Regions from separate parts of the Zea mays genome. Here region 2 is linked to region 1. Evidence: chromatin contacts called from public Hi-C data. All regions are on one chromosome and are shown on one strand. The core of a region is the stretch at or near the end of the contact, and the rest is flanking DNA. Distances in the headings are between cores, read along the strand shown. Region 1 holds the start of LOC103651086 (vacuolar protein sorting-associated protein 36). Region 2 holds the start of LOC109945173.

What was found. Hi-C and Micro-C count contacts between places; a contact is called where the count stands out from the background.
Region 2: a contact with region 1 is called in a Hi-C map of endosperm, with 2.3 times the contacts expected there. The contact joins the promoter of LOC109945173 here to the promoter of LOC103651086 in region 1. A contact is called at or near these places in 6 of 25 Hi-C or Micro-C datasets (bundle sheath, ear, endosperm and 2 more).

Annotation. Positions count from the first base shown.
Region 1 is chr3:191,647,674-191,651,113 of Zm-B73-REFERENCE-NAM-5.0, forward strand. It overlaps LOC103651086 (vacuolar protein sorting-associated protein 36), which reads left to right and starts at 1,452. Exons shown (of 8, transcript XM_020550435.3): 1 at 1,452-2,132; 2 at 2,216-2,416. The coding sequence starts at 1,503.
Region 2 is chr3:191,856,547-191,860,463 of Zm-B73-REFERENCE-NAM-5.0, forward strand. It overlaps LOC109945173, which reads right to left and starts at 1,838. Exons shown (of 3, transcript XM_023302134.1): 1 at 670-1,838; 2 at 354-596; 3 at 151-278. The coding sequence starts at 1,601. The coding sequence ends at 161. LOC100277449 (14 kDa zinc-binding protein-like) reads left to right here and starts at 3,301. Exons shown (of 5, transcript NM_001364796.1): 1 at 3,301-3,553. The coding sequence starts at 3,405.

The DNA of each region.
Region 1 (3,440 bases), core at 202-2,701:
CTGTTATAGAAATCTTATATTTATGGACAAAATAAAACATTCAAATCAGATTTTTTGTTTTTATGTATATCAATCCATCTGCTAAATTTGTGCGCATGCTTCCAATTTTGTTACACATGCAAATGAAAACAAAAGGCGCACATGCGAGATGGACGTGGGGTGGAAGCGGGCAGGCTGGTCTGATCGGGTGGTGCAGAGGATGGATGGAGCTGGTCTGGTCGAGTGGTACAGGGACGACTGGGCTTCCACTGTATATTTAGGGTGTGTTTGGTTTGGCTTTTGGCTTTGGCTTTTGCCCCCTAAAAGCCAAAAGCCAACCAAAGGGCTGGATTCAAGAAGCAGCTTTTTTTAAAAGCCGACTTTCTCGTAGTGCAAAACTGAAAGCACCCCTGGACCTGCTTTTAGTGGCTTTTGGATGGAACTGTGAAAACATATATCGAAGAACTTTTAACGACTTTTAGTGGTTTCCACCAAACGATTTTTAGCTTTTTAACAGCACACAGCCTACAACAGCTTTTTCCACAGCTCACAGCCCACAGCAACTTTTTCCACAGCCACAGCTCAACCAAACAGACCCTTAGAAACCTAGAGTTTCTAATAGTCTTACCCTATATATATATAGGCCGAGTGTCAAAACAATAGCAGAACACACCGTTTCTCTTTCGTGCAATTTAAAAAGTTTCTAAATATTTGTCCACAAACATTAGTCATAAACATCAGTGCACTAATTCTTTAATAATAAATTAACTAAGGATTAATTTTTTGGCTTGCCATAATTTTAGTTGGACAAAAATGGCAAAAAGCAGACTCAATAAATCGCTATTTTCATTGCTATGCAATTAACTATTTGATGCAAACGTACAATCAAATTATTCACTGTTTTTTATATTTGTACATCGTTTGGATGTAGATATTCAATACTGGAACTGAGAATTAGAATCAAGAATTCTGAGCTAATGAATTTAGAGCTGGAATTAAAGCTCAATTAGTTGAAATTGAACTTTAAAGTGTATCTCAAGATTCAGAACCAAGACTCTAGGTATTAGATGAAATTGTAATTCCAGATACTTTTAAACAACAAATTTGTATTGAAACTCATTTCTGATGCTAGATAGATTTGGTAGTGGATCTAATTTAATTCTAACATTTTCAATATCTACATCCAAACGAACCTTTAGGAGTATTTGAGACTGTTTTACTCTACGGTGGCGTTTGGTTCGTCGAAATGTAACGCAACTAATTTATATGGGGTAATGGATATTGATACAAAACTTTTGTTTGGTTGGACTATTTCTGGTATATCTAATCTAATTATAACTAGTAAGTAACCAGATCCTATTACCGTTCCCTTAACAAGTTCTGAACAAACATTACTACTCCGCATCACTGGTTGGTTGTCATTTGCCAAACGGTCTAAACCGTTATTTTCAGTTTTTCACTAGCCGCTTCGCTACCGTGCACAGGAAAACCCAAACAAACCACAGAACCCGAGCACCGCCGCCATGTCCGCCGCCGCAGCCGACTGGCTCCCGTCAGCGTCCGTGACGGCGTCCGGCCGCCCGGTGCTTTCCGCAGGCGAGGTGGAGCGGAATCTCGTCCCGCTTGTCGATCTCGAGCCCGAGGAGAACCCACACCTCGCGCCCCTCCGCGCCTGCCTCCTCGCGCTCACTTCCCACCGCCTCATCTTCCTCCACGAGCCGTCCCGCTCCGCACGCGGCCTCCCGCTCGCCACCGTTGTCCATGCCTACCCTCCCCACCGCAGGCACAACCATAACCCCCTTCGCTCCCTCTTCTCCTCGTCCTCATCTTCCTCGTCGCAGCATCACCGCATCCGCCTCCAGATCTCCATGCCATCCGTGCGATCGGAGGTCATTGCCATCGTCGTGACCTGTAAGGCTGACGTTGATGTGTTCTTCGGGAGGCTGCTCGAGGCGATCCGTGCAAGGGCTTGGGAGGTGGCCCCCGCAGCTGCTCCGTCGAGCAGCACGCCCGTCGCAGATGTGCCTGCGGAGAACGTCGGGATCCGGATGCCCGTTGTTGGGGTCTCTGGGATACTGCGGATGGAGCAGGAGTCATGGGAGAGCGCCGGCCAGAACTTACAAGATGCGTTCCAGGATCTCAATGCCCTCATGGTTAGCATTTCACAGCTACCATCTTCGAGATTGATCACCATGGTCTAGTTTGAACTCAATTATTGTTATTTTCTATGCTCCAGGGCAAAGCTAAGGAAATGATGCAGTTAGCAGAGAAAATGAGGCTCAAGCTATTAATGAACTCATCTACTGAATCAAATTCCAATGATGAAGAGATGGGCTCTAAGCAAGACATGCAGGATTTGCTACTTAGTGTTGGCATTGTGTCTCCTGTGACGAAAGAAACTGCTGGTGCGTTGTATCATCAGCAGTTGTCACTACAGGTAATTTACAATTGCTTTTTTATGTAGCTTATTTTTGAACTGTAAACTGACTTCGATAATGCACGAACTTTGTAAGAAGTCTGTGTAGATTAGATCAACATATTTAGTTCAGAGCTTCATTGCCATATGGCTCAAGCACAATATTATATTTCTAGAACGAATACCTTTTTCCTCCATCTGCTGGGATCGCAACTTCTAGTGATTAATAATTACTGATTTAATTTTCATATATCAGCTAAACTCAACATTTAGTATTTTACTAAGCCTTTGACCGGCAAATGCAGAGACGCTGCATCAAACTCGTGACCTAGTGACTCAGTGAGATAGCTCCCACCACTATACCAGCCTGTCCTTCAACCATTTAGTAATATACTTTTACTAGAATTTATTCAGGAACTCTGGCCCCATCTTGTCAGTGAAGATGTGTACATAGATCAAATAGTTAGTTTGCAGTTGAGGTTCATCATCATATGGATTATGCACATAGTATAGTTGCCAGAAAAATAGCTTCTATATCACAGTTATGGCCCGCTTTGGCAACCTCACTTCTCATGTTATGTTTTTGGACACAATTCAACCCAAATGTGCAGCTTATCGTGAGCTTGTCGCAGAAGTGCTTTTCATTGTTTTCAGATCGCCTGATCGTCTGATCGATGCCACTGGGCGATCAGACGATTAGTCGCGATTAGGTGACCATCAGGGTGATTAGTCGCCCCTGATCGACCCTAATCGCCCATTGGTCGTCCTATGTATTTCCAGGACATATATAGCACTATATAGAGATATATACTTATATAGTATAGAGACTTGCTCAGGACAAGCACAAGTATAGACAAGGCAGCAGTATAAATAGTCCAAAACAGCAGTATGAATACTTAAATAGTCCAAAACAACAGTATGAATACTTGAATAGTCCAAAATAGCAGTACATCTCCAGCAACAATTCTATATGAAACTATGAAACTACAATTCTACAACTTACTAGACCATGAACAAGAAGACAACACATATATGAGATCATCAT
Region 2 (3,917 bases), core at 588-3,087, 210 kb after region 1:
GAACACAATTTCAGAAATTCAGAACACAGTTTCCCATTCTTAACTGAATGAACACAGTTTCAGAAAGAACACAATTTATCTGATAGCATAACAAGGTTCAAAATAACTAGCTTACTAAAATCTTAGATAACACAAAAATCAGCAGCTTATTACAATCTTGTCACATTTTCTTCAGCTTCCTTGGTGTGAGCTTCTTCATTAGCATCTTCTTAGGAGTTGTATTCTTGGGAGGTGACTGGATATCAATCTGTCCATCTCCCAGTAGCATAGCAAGCCGACTGAAAAAAATAAAGACCAGTAATTTAATGAGACAACAACGACTTGATGCAACATAATCATAATGATATGTTTACCTCCTAGTGACTCTGATTGGGCTGTCCTGTAAAATAGACTCCCTTGTTGGTGTAACCGGAAGAGAAACTTCGAGCTGGACATCAGCTTCAGTTTGGACAGCACCATGATCTTGAACAGTTTCAAGTTCGACATTAGCTTCACCTTGGACAACACCTTGACCTTGGACACTTCGTTGAAGTCGAGTTTTGGGGATTTTGGCATTATCCCCATACTTTGTTCTATTCATGCGAGGCTTTCTCTTCCTACAAGTTGGACAGCACAGTTAGATACAAATATAACAGTGCAAATGTTCAAATTAGACATTTCATCACTTACCTTTTCTTTGTTCCGTTCAATGGGCACTTGTAGCTAGTTTCACTGTGACCTAATTCTCCACATCTTTTGCACTTTCTTTTGCCTCTAATCATCTTCCTTTTCCCCTTCTCAGATTGGTTTGAACCCTCCATGTCAGCTTCTAGTACTGCATTCTTGTCAGCTTCCTTGCCTTTCTCTGTAGCTACTTTTTCCCCTTTGCTATTCCCACCTTCCAAACAACTCTTAATTCTTAGTTTCTTATACCTTCCTTTACCTCTCTTGTCAAGTGGTGCAGCAACCGCATAGGGCAGATCCACTGTTTGCCATTGAGACTTATCAGGTAGTGGTTCAATTATTCTCTTATATGCATTTTTGAACCTTTGTACAGAGTAGAATTCATGCACAAAATCTTCCAATTCGACATCCACACTCTCCTGTGCTGTAATCAAAGCCAATGCATGTGGACAAGGTTTGCCGGTGTGCTGCCACTCTAGGCATGTACACTCATGCAAATATGACTTCACTACATGTCTGTTGTGAGTGTTTGTGCTGTCCTCAACCTGTGCAGAGAAAAAACCAGCCTTTGTCACTGATAGATGCCCTAGGCCTCTGGTCCTTGCCTTCAATTGTTGTAAAACAGCAGGTAAGATCTTCCCATTAAGTTTATCTCCAATTCTTCTCCTTTTCTCCCACAACACCATTATCATCTCCCTACACTTGTCTGCAAGCTCAACAACTGGAAGGTCCTTCCAATCTTTAATCCAATTGTTGAAGACTTCAGCTAGATTGTTGGTGACATAATCACACTTGATGGCAGGATTAAACTGACTTCTCCTCCATTTCAGCTTGTGGTAAGTATCTAGCCATTTCTTTACATCTGGGGAAGCTTCCACAACTTGATTGTAAAAGAATTGTGAAACTTCTGGCCTATATGCCCTAGCTGTAGGGTACATCTTAGAGAATATGTCACCTCCAAACCTCTTAACAAAATTCTGTATTAGATGCCTAAAGCATTCTCTTTGGTCAGCCTGAGGGAAAACAAGTTTTACTGCATTTTCTAACCCTTTGCATGCATCTGTACATACAGCAAGCAATGGAAGATGGATAACCTTTGATGCTACCCAAGCGCTAGTAGGGGTCGTGGTTTTCCTTCTAGCACTGGAAGTACAAGTGTGTTCCTCAATTAAGACAGTGACCTGCAATAATAAACCTCAGTTAGTAACAACAAAGATGGCAAGGGCACAACATAGATTAGTAAGAACAAGTCTATACCATAACACTATTCCCAGATTGTTGCCTACGTCCCACAATATGCCAAGGGCAACCTTCTCCTTTGCAATTACCAATAAATCGACTTGGATCAGTTTTATATATTTCTAGCTCAAACTCTTCATTGATCGCAAACTGTCTCACAGCTAGCCTGAAGTCACGCATGCTGGGGTACACTGTTCCAATATCCATACAAGGCTTGTCTGGGTCATGCAACATCACTCTCTCATCTGGAATTTCATCATCAACAGGGATGGCTGCATCAATAGTTTCATTGTCACTATAACTTCTATTGACATCACCCTCTTGCATCTTGAAAGCTTCACCAGCCTTCTCAGCAGCTTCATCCTCAGCTCTCAAACCAATCAACTCATACATTCTGTCATCGTCAACAATTTCTATCCTACCTTCCTCATCTTGCCTCTCAACAATTTGAAGTGCGTCCCAGTCAATACCAACCTTTGGATGACCACTAGGATGTACTACCAATGCTAAGCTAGGCAGAAGCTCATCGTCAAAACTGAAAATAAAAAATAAAAATGTACAATCATACTACTTCATTCGATTTCTATAAAATTAATTAAATGTAGAATCATACTCGTACATAGAATCATTCCAGCTGTAATCCATCTAGCCAACTGTTGGTGACCAATAATGTGAGATCTTCGCTGCTGCTAACTCAAATCAGAACAAACCCTAAAGTCTAAAGCCTAAATCCTAAAGCCTAAAACCCATATGCATACCTGGAGCTCGTCGAGGTTAGCTGAGGGGAACCGACCACCGCTGCTGTAGCTAGCCGAGGGGAACCGCCCGTCGCTGAGGGGAACAGGCCACCGAGGGGAGCTCGCCGTGGGGAGCCCTTGCGGCGTGCTGGAGCAAGCCGTGGGGAGCTGAGCCCGGGCGACGTGCTGGAGCAAGCCGTGGGGAGCTGAGCCCGGGCGGCCTGGTACGTGCTGGAGCTCGCCTGGTGCTCGCCGTCGGAGAGGAGGAGACACGGCTGAGAGAACAGAGAGGAACCTGGTCTGGTGTGGTGCGGTACAGAGAGGAGGAGAAAACACGAGAGACAGAGAACAGAGAGGAGCTGTTTTAGTTTAGGGGTAAAATAGTCCAATTAGTTGATACTTTGTCAAATAACCCCCTAAATGGCATTTTATCTGTAATCCAGTGTTTGAAAATGGCGTAGTAACGAAGCGTGTTTTCATAATGGCATTCGAGCGAATCCGTAGTTTGATAATGACATAAATCCAATTTTCTCGAGATTAACCTTACCAATTTAGCGTGTGTATTCCATAATACCAATCTGGTAAAGCGGAGCTGCGGAGTAGTATACAGACGAAGCCGGGACGAGACTGTTATAAAGTCAATTAACTCACCGCGCTGCGTGGGCAGGCGGGGATCAACTGGTCAACTGCTCTACAACTTCACGTCTTCTTCACCTTCGGAAGACGGGCAGGCGAGCAGCGAAGGTGCGACGGAAATCAGTGGGGATGAGGCGCAATAGCCCGCCGACGGCGAGCGGCAACCGCCTCGCGGTCATCGCTTCCCACTTATCCCTCCCTCCGCTCGGCAGTCCGGCAGCCATATCCGGGGAGAAGGAAGCCGCCCTCGCCACCGACCTCAACAGCACCCCCACCATGTCAGCCTCTATCAGTTCTCTCCAAATCCTGCACCGTCGTTTCGATTCGGTAGGGAAGCTGCCGTAGTGAGCGTATATCTATTTTGGCGAGTAATTCGTTCTAGTGAAATAAGCAAAAGCAGAGAGTACCCTGGATTTTGTATCCTAGTCCTAGGTGTTGGTTGGACTTCAGTACTGAATCCCACATTCCCACTGTGAGAGACGGTTCATGTAGTCAGGGTCCTATTCTGTTGAGTTTGGTAGGTTTTATAGGAGACGCCTATGTGCTTCGATTGTCACTCGATTGGGCGAATCAAGATAATCTCAACGCAGTATGTCCATAGTGGTCATTCAGATGGCAACATTACCTAAGGGCCTTGCTTGT